Linked DNA regions of Mus musculus: region 1 is linked to region 2. Evidence: chromatin contacts called from public promoter capture Hi-C data. All regions are on one chromosome and are shown on one strand. The core of a region is the stretch at or near the end of the contact, and the rest is flanking DNA. Distances in the headings are between cores, read along the strand shown. Region 1 has its middle 8.3 kb from the start of Mir30a. Region 2 holds the start of Efhc1 (EF-hand domain (C-terminal) containing 1).

Region 1 (2,700 bases), core at 49-2,548, 2.3 Mb before region 2:
CCATATACCTCAACATTGTTATTTAAAGTGACTATTTTTCATAAATGTGAATGCGTAATCTACCTATTATACACATAAGATAAAAAGTGAAGGAGAGGTGTAAAATTAGTTACCAGAAAGTTTAAAATAAGACTAGCAATGTGCCTTTTTTGAGATGATCACAATTTTAATTACTGTGTTCTATTACAATCATAAATCAGGAAGAAATACTTTGAGACCCATGATCTGAATAAGGATCTTTATAAGTCACCAAAATGGAATTTAAATATAAGACTAGAATCCCTCCAAATTCTTTCTCACCTTAATTTTATATTCTGTGACATGAAAGTGCTGCACTTTTATCTAGATGATTAAGAAAACAATATTTTTAAAAAAACAAACCCTACCTTTGCACTTGTTTTAAAAAATGCTCAACCCTAACTTATACTGTCTAAAGAAAAACTTGCATGTTGGTCAACACCAAATCTTAATTTATTTCCTTCCTCCCTTCCTTCCTTCCTCCCTTCCTCCTTTCTTTCTTTTCTCTCTCTCTCTCTCTCTCTCTCTCTCTCTCTCTCTCTCTCTCTCTCTTTCTTTCTTTCTACTAAAGCTATTCTTAACATTGCCTCTGGAGTTTTCTAAACGTGCTCAGAAGTGCTAGCAGGTTTTTAACTAGTAAGATAAACATAGCAGCGGAGATTCTGCAGTCTTCCTAACAGTACTGTTTGTATTATAAGCCCTATCCACAATGGCTACCCAGAAAATATCCGGTATAAACAAACATTACTGAGATACCAGTGGCATCTTAAAGCAGCACACCCAAGTCTCAAAATGCAAAAGGAAGAAAATTTCCACTCCCACGAGTCTCAACTCCCTGGCTCAGCATGTCAGGCAAAAGACAGTGACATTGCCTGTTACTGTGAATGTGGGGAGGAGGTGTGGGTGAGAAGCAAAGCAGCAATCCTCCTCTCAGTTTCCATCAGCCTCCCAATCCCAATTTATCTCTTCATTTCCACAATGTTTCTTTTCTCCTCATTTTCTACATTTAACCGCTCTCATCTTCTCTCCTGAATTCAAACAAAAGATTGCTTTGCCCTTTAATTCTGTTACTCACTATCAGTCTCATAGTTATATACAATTGTAACACACTATTGAGCACTATTTTCAAAGAAATATATGAAGGGCAAGGGGAGGATAAACTGGCCTGAAATTAAACCCGGGAGAAAAAAAAAATTCTCCTATTATTTACAAAGCCCGGGCTTCCAAGTGAGGGAGAAGGAAAACCCTCCTGGGGCAAAACTGCCTGAGTCAGCCGAAAATGCCTGGAGGAGGAGGAAGACATGAGACATGAGGGCTCCTCAGCACTAGGGCAGGAGCCTCCTCTCCACCTGGTGGGCTGGTGCAACCTGAGAGCATCTGACTTGTGCTTCTAGAACCACATGCTGCTCTTTATACTGGGCACGCTTGAGTCCCATCTTTTCCTAATAAACACATCCATAGCTCCCCAGATCCTGCACATATTTAGTACCAAGACTGTTACCTACTTTTCTTACAGCCGGTCTACCCAACTAAAGACACTGCCATAAATACTTGTATCATAACTTTCTCATTTGCAAAATGAAAAACATAGGCAATATTAAATAAACTGACACTTGCGAAGTGTTTAGGCCAAAATTTAGTATGTGAAAACTCATAAATGCGTTAAATAAATGACCTGTGGCCATCTCCAGATCTGAACGACAGAATATTAAATAAAAGAATAATAGCAAGTATTTATTTTTGTTAATGTATTATCCATTCAACAGACTAAAACTAAAAAAAAGCTTCCTGTGGATATCAGTCTTTATATTAAAATTAAGTATAGTTATATCTGATTTTAAAATACTAGCTATTGATGAAAATGCACCGAAACCAGAGTGTACAAAGTTTGAGATGTCATCCTTGGTCTGAGTATTGTGCATATGAACTGCATTGACTTGTATTCTTTAGGTTTTACTGAAATAATATTGTGTCTCACGGTATATCCTCTATGCCCACAATAAGATAGTCTGAAGTTAAATGTCTAAAAGAAAATGACCTTTCATTTGAAGGAGGGTTCATCATAAAATAAAAAGAACAGTTCTAATGGAGGACAGGGAAGAATAGAAAAGACAATATAGAAAATTAATAAGAAATATCAAATTTTGTGCCAAGAGAGATGTTTGCTTTACTTGAATTATATGAATGCGTAAATGATATCTCAAAATTTACAGCAGAATGCATTTAAGCATGAAGGCCATATATGTATGCAAAGTCTAAAATTTCTCATGGAAGTAAAAATTCTGGTTTAAACTTCAATTTAAATTTTCCTACTTAATAGCTGTTTTAAGGTAAAAACATTAAAAATTACATATGGTACTTGAAAGATTAATCATTAAAAATGGTCAAAACGTTATTTTTTCAATCATAATTTAGAAAAAAGTTATTTCCATAAATATTAAAAATAATAATTTGGGGGCTGAAGAGTTAGTGATAATCTTCCAGAGACCGCAAGTTCTAGTCCTATCATCCACATGGAGACTTATAACTGGCTGTAACTCTAGTCTCAGGGTATTTGACACCCTTTTCCAATCTCCATGGGTATCAGGCACACATATGGTACAGATAAATATTCAGGCAGAATGTACATACACCTAAAATTAAAAATTGAAAAAAAATTAATATTTTGGAGGGTGGAGGGTC
Region 2 (2,700 bases), core at 31-2,530:
GGGTAGGCTGCATCAGGTAAGGGTCAGTCTAGCTAAGCGTCTTGCTTGGGTATTAAGGATCTGAACTCCACTCCTCTTATGAGAGCAGCAAGTGCTTTATCCTCTGAGCCACTTCCTTTTCACGAAGCTCCTGTTCTGTCTGGTTTGGATCTGCTGTCGTTTGGAGACAGTGACTAGCTATGTAGCCCAGGCTAGACTCAAATTGGCCACCCGTATGCCTCAGCTTCCTGAAAGCTGAGATTACGAATGTGCATCGCCACCCTGGACTTTATTTAATTTAATATTTAATTTCATCTAGATGATGACTATAAACAGTTGGGGCAAAGGAGTAAAATGCAATCTGAACGGGAGCCCTGTGTGTTGGCATGTCTTTAATCCAAGCAGTCTGCAGGCCGAGGCAGGTGGTTCTCAGGTTCAAGGCCAGCCTAGGCTGCAGACAAGATAAAACAACAACCTCCCCCCCCACACACACACACAGTCTGAAAATGAATCATGTGTGTAAGTACACACACACGGGCTACAGAAAGAGAAACATTAAGTGGTTCATTCCTATGGTTGAGACGGAAGAAATACAAGGAGAGGAGGAAGAATGCTTTACAGAGAAAAACTACAAGAAAACCAGCATGTGGGGGCGGCGGGAGGTGGGGGATTCAATTCTAGGGAAGGCTGTAGCTGGAGAGAAAAGTGACCCTTAACTCAAAAGGCCAGAGACTGGGGTGGGGACCCGTCAGGAAAGGAGTACGTGGAAAAGATGCATACACATAGAGGAAAGGGGTTGAAGGGCAGTGACCCTGAGGATTCAGAAGCGGTGAGACAAATCCAGAATGAGGCTGCTGTGGAGAGACGGTAGGAGAGGATGAAGGCGCTGAGTAGGGTTACAGTGCAGCTGGGGAGAGGCCTGGAGACAGCCTGGGGTAATCGGGCCAGAAGGCAGGTAGATGGGGCAGTAAAGAAAGAACAGGGCCACGGTGAGGACCCAGGAGGGTGAGTGGACTACCAAGAGGCCAAGCAAAATCGGCAGAGGCTGGGATGCGCGAGGACGACGGAGCCTGCGGAATGAAGGAGCGCAGAGGCGAGCCAAGTGGAGAACCCTTCGGGCTGGCCCTCACCGTGGAGTCTGTAAAGGACGAGCCCGGGAGAAAGGGCAGGCCGTGCACCGGGTTGGTCCCCATCGCTGCCCTGCAGCTGCCACCTCGGTTGCCTTTTGCCGCTCGGGTTACCCTGGCAACAAACTGCACTCGCGGGCCTCTCCAGACTCCCTGGTAACGCCAAACACACTAGTCGAGAGAGGGGAGGAGCGGCGGGGAGGAGGGGAGGATGTTAGGGGGCGGGGAAAGGGAGGCGGAGGCCAGGTCTGCGCCTGCGCACAGCACTACTGACTCTAGTGGCCACAGGACGTGGCTAATGGGTGTGGCAGAGGCGGCTCCGCCCCCTTTCTTTCCCATACTTTTCCCTTTCTCCTCAGCCCCCACTTCCTGGCTCCCAGAGGATGCAACCTAGGGGTGGGCTGAAGAAAGCGGATGTTCTTAGGCCTTGGCTCGCGCAGTGAGGTCTGGGATTGGACCACGTCCCTTTAGATCAGTTGTTACAAAGAAGTTCCTTGCTCCACGTTAGTCCTCCCAAGAGCTCAGGCACCCTTTCTCTGGGGAAAGAGCTGCTGTCCTAGTCCAGACACAATGTACAGTGGTTGCTCCCCAGTGAAAGCGCTAAATACTTCAGACTCATCAAATTATGAGGCAAGGGCTGTGGATTAGATTATAATCGACTGCATTTTCGTTGCTCAGACTTGATCCGATTTGAAGCCCCAGTCTTTCCACGGCTTCCTGGTCCCCTCTTAGCTATCTGTTCCACCGTAGATTCCTATAGATTGTGTGCTGAGGTCTCAGAACTTTACTGGGTATCTGTTGACTGAAAAGCTGGAGAGTGCCTACGCCTACCTTAGTCCTTGCTTTATAGCTATAGCATCAGTGATACATAAGAACCACAGAGGAAGAGAGAACCTTCAAAGAGAGACCGAGTCATGAGAAAGAAGTAATTCAGGGGAGTGAAATATTGTCAGGGTCATGTGTACTGCAGAGTATAGCATTTTCTGGACAACTTTTTTTTTTTCCTTTAAAAAAAAAGTGACCCCATTCCTGAAAGATCATCAGGAAAAGAAAGAAACCAAGAGTCTGTCAGCATGGGGAAATAAAAGGGAAGCTAAGATGCCCAGAGATTTTTTTCCATTATGTCTCAAATTTCCTAGGAGTTTGGTCTTTATAACATGTTTTCTGACCTAGGAATTTAGAGAAACGGTAGAGTAGTAAGCCTGAGGGAGAGTATCATGGGTCATTTGCTGCCACCAGTTAAGATGGCAGCTGCATTAGTCAGGGTTCCCTAGAGGAGCAGAACTGATGGAATGAATAAACACATTGATTGATGTTGGCTGTAGGTGCCGAAGTAAATAGAGAAGCTTACCAAGATGCTAAGCCTTCATTTTCTGAAGGGGCAAGAGGGTTCATCCTTCTTGGAAAAGGCTGGCATCCCGCTAGCTCACTCCAGTGACTTTGTTCAAATATTATACAAGCTTAATTGGGGCTGGGAAGGTTCTAGCTACCAAAGTTATCTTGCCTTTGCTGCCCATGAGAGCAGACGAGCCTTTTGATCACTGCTAGCTATAATCAAAAGTAAGAACTCCAGGTTTGCTAGGAGCACCTTAAA

Evidence for each region. Promoter capture Hi-C pulls out the DNA fragments that hold promoters and counts their contacts.
Region 1: a promoter capture Hi-C map of liver shows a contact between it and region 2, with 3 times the contacts expected there. The contact joins the enhancer-like site here to the promoter of Efhc1 in region 2. A contact is called at or near these places in 4 of 39 promoter capture datasets (embryonic stem cells, hippocampal neurons and liver) and 2 of 115 datasets of contacts at active chromatin or transcription factors (astrocytes and embryonic forebrain).

What each region holds. Positions count from the first base shown.
Region 1 is chr1:23,262,634-23,265,333 of GRCm38.p6, reverse strand. No RefSeq gene overlaps it. Among named protein-coding and RNA genes, the nearest start is that of Mir30a, 8.3 kb to the left of the region's middle. Within about 2 kb of position 1,298, at least 41 of the 459 cell types and tissues checked have an H3K27ac peak or open chromatin away from gene starts, as enhancers often do. A contact at or near this core is called in hippocampal neurons and liver, where this site is marked.
Region 2 is chr1:20,950,206-20,952,905 of GRCm38.p6, reverse strand. It overlaps Efhc1 (EF-hand domain (C-terminal) containing 1), which reads right to left and starts at 1,280. Exons shown (of 11, transcript NM_027974.1): 1 at 1,110-1,280. The coding sequence starts at 1,172. All of the region lies in intron 1 of Gm51618 (a long non-coding RNA gene), which reads left to right.